Linked DNA regions of Mus musculus: region 1 is linked to region 2. Evidence: chromatin contacts called from public Hi-C data. All regions are on one chromosome and are shown on one strand. Each heading gives the region's core, a stretch centred on a gene start, on an enhancer-like site or on the middle of the called end of the contact. The rest is flanking DNA. Distances are from core to core; before and after follow the strand shown.

What was found. Hi-C and Micro-C count contacts between places; a contact is called where the count stands out from the background.
Region 1: a Hi-C map of bone marrow-derived macrophages shows a contact between it and region 2, with 2.9 times the contacts expected there. The contact joins the enhancer-like site here to the promoter of Mmp13 in region 2. A contact is called at or near these places in 6 of 39 promoter capture datasets (the 3T3-L1 cell line, 3T3-L1-derived adipocytes, the C10 cell line and 2 more), 6 of 484 Hi-C or Micro-C datasets (the BV-2 cell line, bone marrow-derived macrophages, macrophages and 2 more), 3 of 115 datasets of contacts at active chromatin or transcription factors (CD8 T cells, bone marrow-derived dendritic cells and bone marrow-derived macrophages) and 2 of 9 other capture datasets (adipose tissue and pancreatic islet).

The regions. Positions count from the first base shown.
Region 1 is chr9:7,217,193-7,223,373 of GRCm38.p6, forward strand. It overlaps a transcript of Dcun1d5 not described here. Among named protein-coding and RNA genes, the nearest start is that of Gm31639, 35 kb to the right of the region's middle. Within about 2 kb of position 4,454, at least 101 of the 459 cell types and tissues checked have an H3K27ac peak or open chromatin away from gene starts, as enhancers often do. A contact at or near this core is called in the BV-2 cell line, CD8 T cells, adipose tissue and 5 more, where this site is marked.
Region 2 is chr9:7,269,410-7,275,489 of GRCm38.p6, forward strand. Mmp13 (matrix metallopeptidase 13) reads left to right here and starts at 3,105. Exons shown (of 10, transcript NM_008607.2): 1 at 3,105-3,268; 2 at 3,356-3,597; 3 at 4,484-4,632; 4 at 4,800-4,925. The coding sequence starts at 3,146. Gm31639 (a long non-coding RNA gene) reads left to right here. Exons shown (of 5, transcript XR_379095.2): 5 at 683-2,099.

The DNA of each region.
Region 1 (6,181 bases), core at 3,204-5,703, 51 kb before region 2:
AGACTGTAATGTTTAGTAGGAAACAAAATAAATAAAAACCAAAAGCATTGTCAACGGTGGAAAGGAAATTCTAGCCTTTTTACAGTCCTCGGATTTCCAATCTGACTTTTATTGGAGAAGTTGAAGGTGAAATATAACATCTGCAGTGAATGAACCCTCTTCTTTCTCACAATTTTCACTAGGAAGGTCTTCTCACATTCAGGACTGGTTTTCTGCACCTTTGGGCATTCTTTCTTCCTCATGCTAGTTCTTGAATTTCTTTGTACATGAAGATCTTTGTAACATCCTTATTTATCAGGACAAGGCAATACCGTGCAGACTATCTATTCTCCAGTCTGAATCAAGCATCAGTTGAACTTGCTGGATATGTGTTCAATAAATGCTAGCAGTTACATAAAATCATTTGAAAGAGTTGGTCCACTTATAGATGCATTTGGTAATGTAAGAAAAACTTGGCCCCTAATGTCAATGATGTTTACCAATTATTTCCTCTGTTAGTACAGTTGACATGGTTCAGTGGTTCTTAAGAAGTGGTTAAATATAAGTAAGTGGGATTCTTAGTCTAGAGCAGCAGTTCTCAACCTGTGAGTCGGAACCCCTTTGTGGTCAAACAATTCTCTCACAGGGGAAATCTAGAGGTTTGAAAAATAGATATTTACATTACTATTCATAACAGTAGCAAAATTACAGTTGGGATGTAGCAATGAGATTATTTTATGGTTGGGGTTCACCACAATATGAGGAGCTGCGTTAAAGAATAGCATTAGGAAGATTGAGAACCACTGGTCTAGATTGTGTTTGGAATGAATACACAAGCCTTAACTGCTATAGTTATCTTTAAAAATCTGTCCATTTACACTGCACAGGAAGAATTTTATGAAACAAAGTATTTTAATGTCTTACTACTTCTCTTAAATCAATTGTTTTTTAAAATTAGATAACACTGTTTCAAAAGAAATTTTACCAGAAGTACAATTTCTTAAAATAACTAAGTGTTCTGGTTGGACCAGGGAGCTCTGTGTCTTCTTCACTCACCTGTACTATTTCCTAACTTTCAAAGGACCACTACCTTTCTAGTTGCTGTGCTTTGAGCACCACTTTGTGCCCACTTGTACTTCACAGAGTGGAGAAACTCTAGATTTCTATTTAGAAATTTCTATTACGTCCTTACATAAAGTCAGGAAGTATCTGGCATTGTTTTGATCTGCATATGATGACAAGTGCTTCAAGTCTCACTGGGAACTTTCTAGAACGATAGAGTATGTTAGCCTTGTTTTAGATTCATTATCTAGAGTTATGCCAAAAAGAGAAGGTACTACAAGTATCCAGCAGATATGGAACAGACAAAATGATTGACTGTCAATAGTTTGAAGCTAAAACGTTGCTATATTCTTTATTATATAAGATAAACTTGAATAGTTCCTAAACTGGTTTTGTATTTGTTTAGTTTTGTTTTGTTTTTGGCAGTCTCCTAGAATTGGGATGCCTGGAACATACTATGTTAGGCCAAAGTGGCTTCAAACTCAAAACAGTCCTGCCTCTGCCTCCCGCGCCTCAGCCTCAGTGCTGGATTTATAGGTGGGGGCCACCATGTTTTTTCTAAACTCTTTTGAAGCTTATGATCCCCAAGAGGACAAAGCTCAGAAAGCTGCTAAGGTATTCAGTTCATAAGGTATTCATTGAGTTATTCACTTCATAATGTATTTGTTGTGAGAATATACATGACTATCATCCTTCCAATGCTGTAAATTTCTTGAAAAATCTGCTTATGCTCGTGGCTAGTAATTTAGAAGTTTGCTTAGTGACATGAGTGAACTAATGAACTCTTACACAAAATGTCTACCTGTTTCTTACACATTCTTAAGAATGAAAAGCATGTCTTAAGTTTCTAACATAGTGTCTTGTCTCAAGAGTTTGCTGGAAATGTTGGCTGAACCAAATAGATGAAAGTATGCATGTCACCAGGGTCTGAGGTCTTCTTAATGAATAATGAATTATTTCATGACTGAAGACACCCCCTCAGTATGTTCTCAGTTCTTAATAGTTGAATAACGTGAACAACAAGCTACAAGATGAGCGTCTGTGACTTCTCGGCAGATGAGACTTTGGAGGTGGGGGAACTGGAGTTTTGAGGATGCACACTGGTAACCTGTCTTGTTTTCTAAAGCCCCCCATAATGCCTAATGCTTTACTTTGGGTGCAGTGGGTTCTGATAATTTGTTAAATAACAATCAGTGCATGATACTAATTGATGAACAGAGCCACTCTTAAGGCCGGCTCCTACCCCTGTCATTAAAGCCGTGAGCTCTAGGAAAGAAACTGGATCACTCGGAAATCCCTGGAACTCTGAAGTTAAATCAGAACTGAGTAAGTCATCATTTTCATACAGGCATTTTTCTAATGATGCTACTTTGTTGAAAAAAAGCAAACTGCAAGATAACCCCAGCAGAAAAAATTCTTCAGAAGGAAAGCTTCCTTGAGTGAGTGCTTCATCCTTGATGGTAGGCCACTTGACTTAGTGAGTCATCTTCCTATTTACCGATGATTTGTCTTAAGTTTGGTCATGAGATAATTACGTTGATTTGTCTATATTAGGAAGTAATTGGAGAAAAGTTGATTGCTATCAGTTGAATGAGGGGAAATCTGATTGTTCTTAATCTAGAGGCATGACTTGGGCTCTAACTTTATAAAGAATGGATTTATGGCATTATTCCTTGTGTCTAGAAGGCACAACACCATTCTGTCTCTAGTATCCTCCATGTATCTACTGCCTCTCATAATCATTGAAGTCTCCATCCCTACTCTGAGGTCTGGTTGTTTTTAGAAAATAAAAGTACCCATTCCTTCTGCCCACCTTGATCCACCATGAGTCCTGTATAGAGTGCTGGCAATGCTAGACTGGGATAGCCTATCACATACCGTCCTACCTTACTAAACTGCGAGCTCAAGAGCAGGCCTATAGATCTTTGCTATACTTGTTCCCAATGCTTAGAACTATACTCACTATGGAAAAAGCACTAATCAATGGAGCAAGTAAATAAATGAGATAATTTGCTCATGAGACCTGTTAGCCAACCTGTGTAGTTTTGTTCTCTGTGGTACACATTATCATTCCATTTTTTCATATTGAACTACTATTTAATACAAATGAATATAAGAAATGCTTATTAACTGTAATATTTTTATCCTTAAATGGCATGTATTTTAATGACTGTCCATTGCTGATGGCACAGGGATAGTTCTTATGCTTTGCTGAAGGAACTTCAAGTTAGCATAGCATTTTTTTATAAGGCACCTAAGAAGATATATTCAAAACTCTTAGCAGCTTTCATATCCTTTTACCTAGCCATTCTGGTTACAAATGTATCCTGGAGAAAAATATTTTTAACTTGGGGCAGTTATATAAATGTTGCAATGTAACTTCTAACGCACCTTGGAGTGTTATACCATCTTATACCATGCCATATTAGCGAGTGAAAATGACATTTTAAATCACCATAAACAATGTGATAGTGTGCTTTAAAACAGGGCATGTACAAGGAAAAGACTGGAAAGGTTGAGCACCGACTGTAAAAAATGATAACTTCTGGGTAACAGAGTTTTTCTCTTATTGTTTTTTTTTTTCTGTAATAAAATCAGTATGTAACAGTTTTAGAATATAAAATCAATAAAGGTCATTTAAAGAATATACATTTTTCTCTTTGCTTGATTTTATGTATCTATGACCTCAACTGTAACGTAGTAATTGTTATCTGGACCCAGTCTTGGGTGCCTTTCCTTACCTAACCTGACACTGTTGTTCACAGTGGCTACAGGATACAATAGAAGCCACTGTAGAAGTGACATTGATTTGATTCAGAAAATACTTGTTGAGAGCGTGCTGTCCAAGGACATGGGTTATAAAGTATGGCGATAACCAAATTCTTACGGTTAAGTACATTTTGACGATTTTTGAAAGCATGTGTTTAGTGTGTATGTGTAAGGGAGCCCATCCCACACTGCCTGCTGGGGGCAGCATGTCCCCTCCTGACACTCCTCTGCTTTCTCAGTTTCGCCTTCATTTATTCTCCCTCCTGTCCTTCCTATGTGTCTGCACTAACATCTGCTTCTGCTTCTAGCTTTTCAGGGTCTGACTGAAACTAAACTGCTGAAACTGTCTTCCTTAACATAAGCAGTTTGACTTTCAGTAAAACTGAAAGAAAAGTAATCACTTGAAAGCCCTGTTGTAGTGGTTTAAAGAAATGTATTTCATTAAAATAAAGCTATGGCTTAGTGCAGTTTCCTGTGTAGATTAAGTGCAATTGTGTAACTCCTCTAGACTTTGCCTAGTACTAGAACATTGTTTTCTTCAAGTTACTACAGTTCCCCCTTTCTGATTCTCTTATATCTGCCATTGGGCAGAAGAAACACAGAAAAAAAAAAGTCAAACGGAAATGACACCAACTGTTGTGACTGTACCAGTTTTGTGGCCTGTGTAAAAAAGTCATTTAGAAACTAGGAAGGGTAAGGGACTGCTCGTGTCTGTATATGGAGTGGGAAACAGCCAAACAGGAAGTGTATCCAAAGCGTAAGCGAATGCCGGTCATGTTAGCTTGCTGAGAAATTGTGCGTCCTCCAGCCGAGACCCAGGAATGAAGGGGAAAGAATGACAACTAGAACAAAGAAGCCATCAAGGGCTGGATTCTAGTCATCACAGAACCTTCCTGCTTAACATGTGAATTTAAAGAATCACCCACTTACTGGAATATTAGAAACCCTCAAGATCAATCCCAGTAATATAGTAAATGACACTCAGTCGAAGCAGTATTTTACTTGTTACTGCTCTGTGTATGCATCTCTACTTCAAGAGAACAATATGTGTAAAGTTGTTCTGATCACCATGGTAAACCTAACATTGAGCATTCAGAAGTCAAATGGGAAGACTGGCTCACAACCTCCTAGAAAACCTGCTTGCTAGTTGCTGAGCGTTCCCTATGCTGTCTGTCATCTCATATCCCTCAGCAACAGTAGACAGCTGAGTTAGATCTAAGCCAGCCAGTCTAACTGCATTATTTCTGGGTGGTCCTAAGTTCCTGGTGAGGCACAGGAAAGTACTTTGTGGAATCTGAAGAGCTCTGTGATACTTTCAAATGCCGTTAGCGGCATCAGCGCTACAATGATTGTGTGAAATGCATGTAACATAGGGACTCAGAGTTACATAGATTTCCAATGAATATCTACGTTATAATCTACAATTTTGAGTTACACATCATTGGACATTTAATACATAAAGCCACATAGTAATTGACAAATGTTTGGTAAATGAAGACACAACTTCCTTGGTATAGGTGGGCAAAACAATTTCCAGAAAAGCATTCATGAGGGAAACTTGTATTTGCTAAGCCATTGATAGCCTGCAAGGGACAGGCTTTGCCATATTCTTATGTCTGTTTTTTATCTTCTAAAATCTGGATCCTTCCTATTCCCCAGGAGTTTCCCTTCCTACATCACCACGGAGCCCACTGACACTGGGTGAGATCACTCAATGCTTTCTGCCTGCGTCATCTATTTATTATTTCCTGAAAATAATGGGTTGTATTTATATATTTTTGCATTCCTTTTAAGAAAGATATTTTAGGTTCCTCAAAGAGTGATGAGGCTCTAGGATAGCAGTTCCTTCCACTCTTGAGGTCATCATGTATATACCATAATACTACACTGAATAGACTTCTTTAGGAAATGGTGTGTTTTGTTAACTTGACAGAGCTCAATTGAGGAAATCTCAATTGAGAAACTGCCTCCATCAGACTGGCCTGTGGGCATGTCTGCAAAGACATTTTCTTAATTGCTAATGTAGGAGGGCCCAGCCCACTGTGAGCAGTGCCATCTTTAGACACTTGGGCCTGGGCTGTATAGGAAAAGCAGTTGAGCAAAGTGGAGTAAGTAAGCTAGAAGCAGTGTTCTTCCATGATCTCTATTTGAGATCCTGTCTTAGTTTCCCCCAATGATGGACTTAGCTGTAAGCCAAATAAACCCTCATCTCCCCAGGTCAGTTTTGGTTATGATGACTTATGATGGCAATGAAGAACAAACTGTACCATTCAGTAGTTCATGTTCCCCATTGCTGTTGAGAGTCTCTATAAGCTATACTGTGTCAAGAAAAAAGCTCTATTCCTTTCTAATGGCTCATTCTACCATCATA
Region 2 (6,080 bases), core at 1,855-4,354:
CAAAAGCAAATGTTAAGCTTTGTGCATAAAATTGTTAAGATATGTTTTGTTAAGATTTTGAGTTCATTGTCACCTTTCTGGGATTAATGAATAAAAATAAATTATGAATCTCAACAATCCAAATTGTCTGAAAATGTTTCTTTTTGGAATTGAAATGGAAGCAGGGCAATCATAAGGCCAACCTCAGCTCCATAGTGAGTTTGAGGACAACCTGGACCACATAAGACCCAAGCAATTCAACTAACCAAGCAACTGAACAACTGACGTTGTAATCCCATTCCACAGGGTTATGGAAAAAAGAAAATAAAACACGAACAAAGAAATGTTCATAGAGTGTTCCTAAAGGAAAAATCATGTGTTTGTAAAGTCAAGTCACTTATTTTGTAGAAATAAGGTTTTTATGTACATTGTCAACACAGGCAGTGCATAATTCTAATGGGAGTCAAACACTTCACATAAGAAATCCATTGATTTACAGCTTTTTCATAATTTTAATCAAACTCAAATAGGGAAACATTGTGTTTTTTACTAAAGTTGTTTATCATTAATTTTGTTTCTCTCTAGCTTTGAACTTAAGAATTCTTGGCAAAATATATTTGAAAAAAAGCCCAATATGACCTTGGTCAGAGTCAGCAGGAAGTGTTCATTCCTAATTTCATCCTAATGTTTTCTCATTCTATAGGTTTTCAAATTTCCCAGTGATTTCAGCAACCTTTGCCAGAACAGTTTCAAACGCCAACTCAGCTCCCTGTTGTAAAGTGGATCGTTTGAAACCATGCATGCCATTTCTGCAGTGATGAGCAGGAGGTCTGGCTTTCATGACTACACTTAGCAGCCTGAGATAAAGACTTGTGTTGACAAGAGTTTGCTAACACTTCATTGTGATGACACATCCTGTCAGCTGTCTGCAATCACTTCTCCAAGAACAATGCCCCACCCACTCTTGGGCATTCTCTTAAGGAATAGCTGTCTATTTTAATCTTCTGATTACTCTTTCTCTATTTCTGTTTAAAATGGCAGAACTCGTGCTAACATTAACTGTTTGTGATTTTGCCTGTGCTCTTTATTGTTCTTGAATGGAAGAATAAATTACTAAAACATGAAAGAAATTTGAAAATACGCATTAGAGTTGAGAAGTAGTGATGTTTATTGTTGTTTTTCATTAAAGTATTTCTTCTGCAGAGAGCTTATGTTGTAATGATCCAACATGGTGCTTCACAATATAATCATGGTCTTTAGGAAGCTGAAAGGAGAACTGTGTACTCTATCCACTGTATATCAAATAAATCAATCTGAAGGATGTGTGGCACAATGGTTTGAGTGACTTCAAGGTCCTGGGATACATAGGGAGTTCTAAGCTTCCTGGACTACAGTTTAAGGCCCTATACATTGGGCCCTGATATGAGCCCTATGCACAGTATCTGCTTTTGTTTTTGTAGGAATTAAATGAGATAATGCCTTTTAAACCTGACTGGGAGTGATGGCTCAAAACACAGTCCTAATTTTACCCATAGTCCCTAGTCCTAACCATTGGAGTGGCTGCATTCCAACAGAGCCCAGATACAGGTGCTTGGACATGTAGGAAATTCACACAGGTCTCCACAGCCATCTAAAGGTTATGCCAGGATGTTAAAATTCCAGCTTAGGACTCTGCCACATCACCTCCAATAAGATCTGTGTGACAAGTTCCACAAACTGAGGCGATTGACCTCAAAAGGGGGAGGCCTCTTGGAACTGGTTGTGGAACTCTTTGCCAGAGAAAAATGATTGAGCTGTAGTTCTCATGGCAATCTATCTGTTTTGCTTTCTCTTATTCCTTTTCTTATTTACATGTTCCTGGTAGCCTAGGCCAAGATCTTAATTGAGAATAATGGGTAAGAAACCACTCCTAGAGATGGGGCCACTAAGATGACCTTATCCCCAGGGAAACCAACGCTTTACTTTCCAAATCATTTACAAAACTATTATGATAAAAATTTTCCCAACAATAAAATTTCATATGACTACACATGTGTCATTGGAGGTAGATTTTGAGATATGGTAAAGAAAGCCTTAATTAGAAAGAATTAAAATAGTTCAAATTTATACATTGAAGATTACAAAAAGACAGGCACTAGATGTTAAATAATAATTGACCATGGGGCTAGAAAGTTAGTTCAGCCCATTAAAGATCTATTAACCTGCTCCTGGAAATATACCACTAGCCTTGGACGACAGCTCCCACTGAATACATTCTTTTAGAATTGTTATATTTTGATGATTTATAATGATGTTACCAGTTCTGTTTGTGATTCACTGAATACATAGTTTCAGAGTTGTAATGCTTGGATGATTTTTGTGCTTTACTGTGTCAGATGACTTTTGTTGGTATTTGTGATTGTTTCACTGGATACAGTTTCTAAGAAATGTAATGTTCAGTTTTTAATGTATAAAACCCCCTGCTTGAGAGCTGCAGAATACACTCAGATTCAAACTGCCTCTGTGTTTGTTTCTGTTTGTCACCACTGAATCCTTACCCACCTCGCTTCAAGGACCCTCATTCCAGGGACCCCCATACCCGACTGCGGTGGTCTGTGGCAGGACTCAATCATCTACAGTGTCTTAAAGACCTCAAGCTTGGTTCTTATACATTTCTGAGGCCTTCAAGGAAATACAGCAAGGATTCTCACTGTTGCTGCTCAAGACAGAATAGAGTTGAGAACTCATCAACCTATAACCATTTTGTGGACAGAACTTTGTCTTTCCTTACAGGAACAAACATTTTACTTTGCTATTATTATTACCTGAAAAACTCAGAGTAGCTGTTTTCCCTACAAAAGGAAGACAACATTTTTGTCCAGTGAAGTGAAAAATATACTAGCTGCTGCTTCTCCCCACTATATCCATGAAAATGCTGAGGCTGTTTATTTTGCCAGATGAGTTTTGATATTCCCCCACTGAAAGTAGAGATGCCTTCATTTTCCATTTCCCTCAGATTCTGCCACAAACCACACTTAGGAAGAAAAAAAAATACCATGTAAGCATGTTTACCTTCGCCTCACTAGGAAGTTAACACACACCCCAAAGTGGTGACTCATCACTATCATGCTATAAAATAGAAGATGCTTGCCCTGGGAAGGAGAGACTCCAGGCACTGCTGGGCACCATGCATTCAGCTATCCTGGCCACCTTCTTCTTGTTGAGCTGGACTCCCTGTTGGTCCCTGCCCCTTCCCTATGGTGATGATGATGATGATGACCTGTCTGAGGAAGACCTTGTGTTTGCAGAGGTACTGTATTCTGCCAAGGATGGCACTGTAGTGCATTTCTCAAATCCCTATTCTCTTAAAAGCTGGTTATTTTGGTCTCTTTTCTAGCACTACTTGAAATCATACTACCATCCTGCGACTCTTGCGGGAATCCTGAAGAAGTCTACAGTGACCTCCACAGTTGACAGGCTCCGAGAAATGCAATCTTTCTTTGGCTTAGAGGTGACTGGCAAACTTGATGATCCCACCTTAGACATCATGAGAAAACCAAGATGTGGAGTGCCTGATGTGGGTGAATACAATGTTTTCCCTAGAACACTCAAATGGTCCCAAACGAACTTAACTTACAGGTAAAGCAGAGGCTCTGTCCCTCACATATGTTACTTTTTTCTTCTACGTGTCTGACGTTAAGTAGGCCTGGAGTAGTTAATTGGAGGTTCGGTTCAGAATTAGCTTTAATACAAGGTTAAGAAGCACAGAAGTAACTTATATTTAATATCTGATTGCATTTTTCTGCAAAATTAAAAAGTTTATATTACACGTATTTCTAAATGAGTTCTGTAAGTCAACATAAAAAACTAATAAATTAGTAAGACCTATTATCTCAATGCTAGCCCCAACATTATTTTTGGTGAGTGTCTCAAGATATTTCTTGTAGAAATGAAACCACAAGTCAGGGAAGAAATTTAAAAAATTTTTGCTGTATTTATGATGATGTTCCTGAAGATGGAGGGTTCCACTCTTTCCTCAGACCCTACAGTGCCAGATTTTAGCTGCCAACAAATTTATATTTAATATGTTAAATTTAAGGTGCCAAGGTATTTATTTATTTGACAGTGATTAAATATTAGACAGAACTCTTGAATTTAATTCTTTTAAAGCACCTATTATATCTAATGGAAACTTTAAAGCAGCCATTTCAAGTTGAAAAGCAATATTCTAAGAAAGTATATTTGCTTTTTTTGTTCTATGTTGTTTGTTTGTTTAATGTATTTATTTAATGTACAAGTGTTCTGCTGCATATACAGCCACCTGCCTGAAGAGGATATCAGATCTCCCTATAGCCCTATGAATGATTGTGAGCCACCTTGTGATTGCTAGGAAATGAACTCGGGACCTCTGGGAGAGCAGCCAGTGCTCTTAGCCACTGAGCCATCTCACCAGTCCCTAAGAGAGTATGTTTTACAAACAGTTTTAACCTTTCAAAATTTAGCTGACATTTTCTATGTTGAATAGGATTGTGAACTATACTCCTGATATGTCCCATTCTGAAGTGGAGAAGGCCTTCAGAAAAGCCTTCAAGGTCTGGTCTGATGTGACACCACTGAATTTCACCAGAATCTATGATGGCACTGCTGACATCATGATATCTTTTGGGACTAAAGGTAAGGGTGTGGAGTTATTTAGACACATGCTCATACACTAATCCTTCCTTGCTTTCATTTTTTTTTATTCCTTTCACCAGTCATTTACCAATTTCAAAGCATTTGAAAAAGCTGCCAAGTCAGGCACAGTATATATAATGGGACTCTAACTCTTGCTGTCTGCATAGAACATGGTGACTTCTACCCATTTGATGGACCTTCTGGTCTTCTGGCACACGCTTTTCCTCCTGGACCAAACTATGGTGGGGATGCCCATTTTGATGATGATGAAACCTGGACAAGCAGTTCCAAAGGTAATCTTCCTTGTAAAGACTTAGCTCATGTTACTGGATATAGTCTCACTGACACAGTTAGAAAGCATACAAGCAAATCGTGTTTAGCATTTGATTATGCTTTCTAAAATAACAAAAGTATATTTTGTGCTAATTGGTGCCACACCAAACTTTTTTTGTACAAATCATTAAATATGAATAAATTATATGATATTTCTTGCTATGACCTCAAGAATATTCTTTTTGAAATGGGGTCAAACATCTTCTCTTTTAGGCATGGTTCTGTTTCTTTCTTTGGTTTATAGTTTTGCTGTTTAAAGAAATATAGTTTTTTATAAATCTATCTCTAAAAACTATCATGGCTGGTGCTATGGTCCACAACTATATTGGATGTTATTTGAAATAGACTTTTTTTTTTTGGCTGAAATATTAATGGCATAGGCTAGTTAAACTTCTATACCTCATTAGGCACGTTACTTGTCTCAGACTTTCCTACAGCATTCATTCATTCATTCATTCATTTATTTATTTACTTACTTACTTTTTTTTTGGTTTTTGGTTTTTGTTTTTGTTTTTTTGAGACAGGGTTTCTCTGTATAGCCTTGGCTGTCTTGGAACTCACTCTGTAGATCAGGCTAGCCTCGAACTCAGAAATCTTCCTCTCCCTCTCAAGTGCTGGGATTAAAGGCATGTGCCAACACTGCCCGACTCAGCACTCATTCATAAACACTGCTTTTCAAAAACAAGGTGACATCTTACTCAAAATAGCTAGTGTGCAGGTGTGGTTGTATTTATGAGAGTAAAATGAAACTAAGTGTTCAATAAATTCTCTCAGTAGTTAGATCTGTGATTCTGTAGCTACCATTCTCAGCTACTTCTTGTTTTTAAAAGCTCAAAATAATTGGGATATTAACTTACCAAGAACAGCCTCAGAATATTCAAAGTAAGATTTAACTTTGGATCAAGAGAGATTCTGAGTTAGAGCAACTAAGAACAATCATCATAGAAGTTGTTTTTTATTATTTACTTAAATAAAATGGAAGCCATGGTTGATGTTCAGCTATAATCCCAGCACTCAGGAGGCTGAAGTTAGATCATGAATTTGGGTCCAGTTTGAGTTGTATTGGGAGCCTCTGTCTCAAAAAATTTAAGAGAGTAAATAAGTAAAGAATGAAT